Regions from separate parts of the Arachis hypogaea genome. Here region 1 is linked to region 2. Evidence: chromatin contacts called from public Hi-C data. All regions are on one chromosome and are shown on one strand. Each heading gives the region's core, a stretch centred on a gene start, on an enhancer-like site or on the middle of the called end of the contact. The rest is flanking DNA. Distances are from core to core; before and after follow the strand shown.

What was found. Hi-C and Micro-C count contacts between places; a contact is called where the count stands out from the background.
Region 1: a Hi-C map of an unstated tissue shows a contact between it and region 2, with 4 times the contacts expected there. The contact joins the enhancer-like site here to the promoter of LOC112722610 in region 2. A contact is called at or near these places in 3 of 8 Hi-C or Micro-C datasets (leaf and an unstated tissue).

The regions. Positions count from the first base shown.
Region 1 is chr11:130,139,647-130,142,990 of arahy.Tifrunner.gnm2.J5K5, forward strand. No RefSeq gene overlaps it. Among protein-coding and RNA genes, the nearest start is that of LOC112722615, 13 kb to the left of the region's middle. Within about 2 kb of position 1,390, at least 1 of the 3 cell types and tissues checked has open chromatin away from gene starts, as enhancers often do.
Region 2 is chr11:129,929,719-129,933,420 of arahy.Tifrunner.gnm2.J5K5, forward strand. LOC112722610 (probable UDP-arabinopyranose mutase 2) reads left to right here and starts at 1,896. Exons shown (of 3, transcript XM_025773703.3): 1 at 1,896-2,402; 2 at 2,520-2,939; 3 at 3,052-3,702. The coding sequence starts at 2,082. The coding sequence ends at 3,384.

The DNA.
Region 1 (3,344 bases), core at 140-2,639, 210 kb after region 2:
TTTTGAATTTTTAATGACTTGTAGAAAATATTTTTAATTATTATTTTTAATATTTTATAAAAAATATTTATAATTATTATTTTTAGAAAATGTTTGATTTTTAATAATTTATAAAAAATATTTATAATTATTATTTTTTTATTTATTATTGAATGTACTCTTTGTTGTATTCATTATAGGTATTATTAAATGTACTCTTTACATACGCTTGGATTATATATAAATAGTTGTAAATTAATTTGATTTATTATGGTCCAAAATTAATTCGAAACAGACCCATTCAAATTAATAAGGACGTCCTAACATGCATAATTCGAATCACCCTAATTCGAACTACCCTAAGACTACATGCAAGTATAATTCGAATTGGACAAATTTAAATTACAAGCATCACTACTAATTCGAATAGGACTAATTTGAATTAGTGTTGGTTTGTCTAATTCAAATGAGACTGATTCGAATTACATAAGAATGTGCTTTTGGGAGATCCTGATAATATTTTTCAATTTGGTAGAATTGTGTAATTTGGTCCTCCATTTAGTTTAATTGTGCATTTTGCCCTTATATATTACATATATATAAAGGCATGGATCATAATATATATATTATGTCTTATTATAATTTATACATAATTTAATTAAATTTAATTTAAATAAATATTTATTTTTTATATTCATATTTAATTATGAGTGGGTCGATCAGTTCGATCTGTGATTCATCATTTGAATCAGTAACCCGATAATCTAGTTATATGACTGGGTCAATTACTGGTTCGGTTCTGATAACTATGTTCTTTTTTTTTTTCATTATTTTGTCTGTTTTTTCAACTTTAATTTATTTGAAATTAATTAAAATAAAAAATTTTAGAATTTAATGGTTGATTGAACTTTGTTTGCCTCTTTTATTTTAGCTCTTAGGTTGATTACCTTAATTAAAATATATTTTTGTAAGTGATTAAATTTTTTTCGTAAAACAAATACAAAAATAGTATAATGATTTAAGTAACAGTGATTTAAACATATTTCTCAAATAAAGTAATGAGAATGTAAGTAGATCATACCTGGTTATTTTTTTTTTTTTAAAAAAGAGTTAGATGTATTTTGCGACGGTTATACCAAAACCGCCGCAAAATACCAAACAATTGGCAGCCCTCTTTTTATCTACCGTATCAACTGCCGCAATATTTTATTTGGCGGCGGTTTTTGTTAACCGCCGCAATCTGCCATTTTTTGTATAGTGTGCTATATTATCTCGAGAATGATTCAGATTCACTCTTAGATACTTTTCTAGGTCCAAAATAAAAATGGATAGAAGAGACCTAGATAATGAAAATATCTCTCTGTCTAGCTGCTACATTTTTAGAAGAAAGAATTTTTTATTTATCAAGATTGACTTTCATATAAGAAACTTTACAAAAAAGACTGAGAGAGTGTATCACAATCTAGACCTGATCCTTGGTGGCCTTATAAAATAATAATAAGTCATCAACGACCATCAAATAAAAAAATTTTGGCCTACTTTTAAAGACAGAAACTAACTTCTATACACCTTCATCCACCTGCTAAGAAATAAAACAAGCAAGTCTTTTCACGCATAGAACAAACAAATAACGTGACATAGGATCATCCTATCTCAAACCTCTTTTAAGAGAAAAAATGTCTAACCTGTTAGCATTTTAAAGAATAGAAAGAGAATATACTCTCACACAATTAACAATAAGTCTAACCATGACCATAAGAAACCCAAAAGCAATAAGGGTATGCTCCAAAAATCTCCAATCAACCCTATTATAAATTTTTTCAAGATCAAATTTAAAAACAAGAGTACTTTTAGAGGATTTTGTATGCTTCATAAAATGTATAATCTCTTGTGACACAATAATATTTTCAGAAGCACTCTGACCTGGAATAAAACTACCCTATAAAATACTCACAGTCTCAATGAAGAAAATACGAAAATGATTAACCAATACTTTAGTGATAATTTTTTAAACATTACACAAGCTAATAGACTTTAAATCTTTCATATGAGTAGGTGTGTCCACTTTAGGAATTAGAACAACGAGAGTCTCTATTATATTAAGATTTAAAGGATTGCCAACAAACACACTTTTAACAATTTTCTACATTTCAGTCCCAACAATTTTCCAATATTCCTTAAAAAAAAAGCTTGAAGGCCATCTGATTTAAGAATTTTAAAAGAGCTCATACTAAAAACTACAACATTCACTTCCTCTAAAGTTACTGCTTCAGTTAATCTATCACAAGCTATAGTGCTCAAAGTAAACATAGGAACGTAGCTTAAATAATCAACTTTCATCTCCTCAACAGAGCCAAACAAGTTCTTATAAAAAGAAAAAATCTCTCTTTGAAAGACTTCCAAATCAATTGATCGAGTACCATCTTCTATAAAAAGCCCATGAATATTATTATTATTATTATTATTATTATTATTATTATTATTAATTGGAAGAATCTAGTATTTCTATTACTATATTTTATCCACTATTCTTTAGATATCTGATACTAAAATAATTCTTCTTGAAGCAAAAATTTGTTATATTCTTTTCTATGATCAATCTCTTTATTCTTGAGAAGTAAAATGTTAATCACCTCCAATCTCTTCTGAATAGAATAAATTTGTCTTTCAAGTTGTATTTTCTAGACAAAAAATATTACTAGAGACTTTTGAATTAAACAAAAGAAGATTTTTTTTTTAATCAAGCTCAACTTAGCATAAATACTACCAGGCTAATTATCCCAAGCATTATAAATAAATGCTTATAGGACGGACGAGTTGCCTAAGTAACTTAATACCTAAAAGGATGTGACCTTTTCGGCTTAGGCCCCATGACACCGAACTAAATATGGACAATGATCTGAATAAAGTTTGCTAAAAATCTTTGAATAGGCCTCCAAAAACATAGTTAATCACTCCTCATTGATAATAGTCCTATCTAGTTTGTTAGCTAGATCTCTACCATTTTATACTTTTTGTACCAAGAAAATCTCTTGCCAGTAGATTTTAAATCAAAGAAACCACAATTATCCAAGGTTGAAGCAAAAAAATTTTTCCTATGGATAGGAAAAAAATCTCCGTTACATTTATCTGAAGATAAAATTTCATTAAAATCATCCAAAAGGAATCATGGCCCAAAAAATTACACATTTACGGTCAAAAGATAATTTCATAACTTAGTCTGATTTTTAAAAGTAGGACTCTCATAAGTTTTACTACAATGTTAAACCGAGACATCCATTTTCATGTCAATGGTTAAACATTGATCCATATGCCAATCACCACACAACAAGAATTCAGAATAGAAAAAAAGCAATCAAATTCCT
Region 2 (3,702 bases), core at 646-3,145:
TTAAAATTAAAATATAACTATATTATATTACTATTTAACAACTAAAATATGTCACACGATACTGTTTTATTAAAGGTGTAATTAATGTATTATTATTTATTTATTATATACTAATAATTTTATAACAAAAATGTGTCACATATCACTCTCTCATTACAATTGAAATTAAATCTTTTTCTCCAAAATTAATGAATTCTTTTCTCCTCTTTCTCTCTTTAATTTCTCTCTTTATCTTTATTATTTCTCCACCTACTCTATCTCTCTTATATATCATTATCAATGACTAATTAAAAATTTAACAATCAAAATATGCAATATGACATTTTTTAATTACAATTAAAATTAAAATATTGAAATTAAAATTAAAATATAACTATATTATATTACTATTTAATAACTAAAATATGTCACATGACACCGTTTTATTAAAGGTGTAATTAATGTATTATTATTTATTTATTTATTATATATTACTAATTTTATAACCAAAATGTGTCACATGTCACTCTCTCATTACGATTGAAATCAAATCTTTTTCTCCAAAATTAATAAGGTCTTTTTTCCTCTTTCTCTCTCTATCTTTATTATTTCTCCACCTACTCTATTTCTTTTATATATCATTATTATTGATTTAATGGCTAATTACAAATTTAACAATCAAAATATGCAATATGACATTTTTTAATTATAATTAAAATTAAAATTGAAATATTGAAATTAAAATTAAAATATAACTATATTATATTACTATTTAACAACTAAAATATGTTATATGACACTGTTTTATTAAAGGTATAATTAATGTATTATTGATTTATTTATTATATATTACTAATTTTATAACCAAAATATGTCACATATCACTCTCTCATTACGATTGAAATCTAATATTTTTTTCCAAAATTAATGAGTTCTTTTCTTCTCTTTCTCTCTTTAATTTCTCTCTCTATCTTTATTATTTCTCCACATACTCTATCTCTTTTATATATTAGTATTAATGGCTAATTACAAATTTAACAATCAAAATATGCAATATGACATTTCTTAATTACAATTAAAATTGAAATATTAAAATTAAAATTAAAATATAACTATATTATATTACTATTTAACAACTAAAATATGTCACATGACACTGTTTTTTTAAAGGTGCAATTAATGTATTATTATTTATTTATTTATTATATATTACTAATTTTATAACAAAAATATGTTATATGTCACTCTTTTATTACGATTAAAATCAAATATTTTTCTCCAAAATTAATGATTTTTTTTCTCCTCTTTCTCTCTTTAATTTCTCTCTCTATCTTTGTTATTTCTCCACTTACTATATCTCTCTTATATATCATTATCAATGGCTCATTACAAATTTAACAATCAAAATATGCAATATAACATTCTCTAATTACAATTAAAATTAAAATTAAAATTAAAATATTAAAATTAAAATAAAAATATAACTATATTATATTACTGTTTAACAACTAAAATATGTCACATGACACTGTTTAATTAAAATTGAGATAAAATATTTGTTCTAAAATTAATAATTTTTTTCTCATTCCTCTTGTTTACCTCTCTTCCCTTCTTATTTCTCTCTAAATTTTTCACTTTATATATAATTAAAATGTCGATTATCTATTTTTTTTAATATAAAAAGACTATGATTTTTTTAGTCGACAAAAATTTTTGTTTTATGACTTTTTTTTGCTATAATCTATAATATAATATCAGTATAAAATTGACATCATTTTAAAAGATTTATATTCCCCAAAACACTAATTTTATACTATTGTTTGATATTTATATATATAATAAATATAAAATTATTTTATATAAATATAAATTAAATGCATTCTTTAAATAATTTAAAAAAAAAAGAAAGAAAAAGTGAACGAGATCTGTAACACAGTGACACATGAATCCGCGTGGAGGCACGTGTCCACAAGGGCAGCTGGTTTTTCAAATACAAAAACCCCTCAAACCCCTCCCTGTGTTCCTCACACACACCCTCTCTTCTCTTCTCTTCTCTTCTCTCTCCCTCTGTGTCTCCGATCTGATCTCTCAGAAATTTGAGAATGGCGTCGTCAGTGTTACCGACACCACTCCTGAAGGACGAACTTGACATCGTGATCCCAACCATCAGGAACCTGGACTTCCTTGAGATGTGGCGCCCGTTCTTCCAACCCTACCACCTCATCATCATCCAAGACGGTGATCCTTCTAAGAAGATCAACGTCCCTGAAGGTTTCGATTACGAGCTTTACAACCGCCTCGACATCAACCGCATCTTAGGCCCTAAGGCCTCCTGCATCTCCTTCAAGGACTCCGCTTGTCGCTGCTTCGGGTTCATGGTTTCAAAGAAGAAGTACATCTACACCATCGACGATGATTGCTTCGTAACTTCTCTATTCTCTTCTCAATTCTCTAGATCTGGAATATTTGGTCAACGATCTGTCAAGATACTTTGACTTTCGTTGAGATCTGTTTTTGACTAACGTGTGTTGTTGATTCAGGTTGCGAAGGATCCATCTGGGAAAGAAATCAATGCTCTGCAGCAGCACATTAAGAATCTTCTGAGTCCTTCAACACCATTCTTCTTCAACACTCTCTATGATCCGTATGCAGAAGGCGCTGATTTCGTTCGCGGATATCCCTTTAGCCTCCGGGAGGGTGCCCCCACGGCGGTGTCTCATGGCCTCTGGCTCAACATTCCTGATTACGACGCTCCAACTCAGCTTGTGAAGCCTATGGAAAGGAACACTAGGTATGTGGATGCAGTTTTGACAATTCCAAAGGGAACCCTGTTTCCCATGTGTGGTATGAATTTGGCATTCGATCGCGAGCTGATTGGTCCGGCAATGTACTTTGGTCTTATGGGTGATGGACAACCCATTGGACGCTACGACGATATGTGGGCTGGTTGGTGCACAAAGGTATACACTTATGATTCATTGATTGGCTTATTCTTTTTGTAGAATGTTAGAATCTAATGTATAGTTGTGATGTCAAATTTTGGGGTAATTAGTGTGTATGTTGATGATGCAGGTTATATGTGACCATTTGGGATTGGGGGTGAAGACAGGATTACCCTACATTTGGCACAGCAAAGCCAGCAACCCATTTGTGAACCTCAAGAAGGAGTACAAGGGGATCTTCTGGCAAGAAGATCTTATCCCGTTCTTCCAAGCTGTCTCTCTTCCGAAGGATTGCACCACTGTTCAGAAGTGCTACATTGAACTCTCCAAACAATTTAAGGAGAAGTTTGGAAAGGTTGATGATTACTTCAACAAGCTTGCAGATGGAATGGTCACATGGATTGAGGCTTGGGATGAACTTAACCCATCTGCTGCTGCTTTGCCCAATGGTCCTGCAAAGTAAAATGTATCACTCAGATTTGCTCAGTGTTATAGTTCTGAAGCCTTTTTGCCTAGGATTTCTGCGGCTTAGTTTAAGTTTTTAGGCAGGGCAGAGGATAATGATATGGCGATAGTTATTTTCATTTTACTATTTTCTTAGGGGACCAGAGTCTAGAACAATAAGCGATTTCAATTGTCATGCCCTTCTAATTTATTACATATAGAGATTCTACCGGTTGGGTTTTGTCTTATTATTTGAGTATGTTAGGTCTTTTAATTGATAGTGAGATTCTGGTCCTTGGAATTTCTTGTCACAGTTGATTTATTTATGCCAAATGAA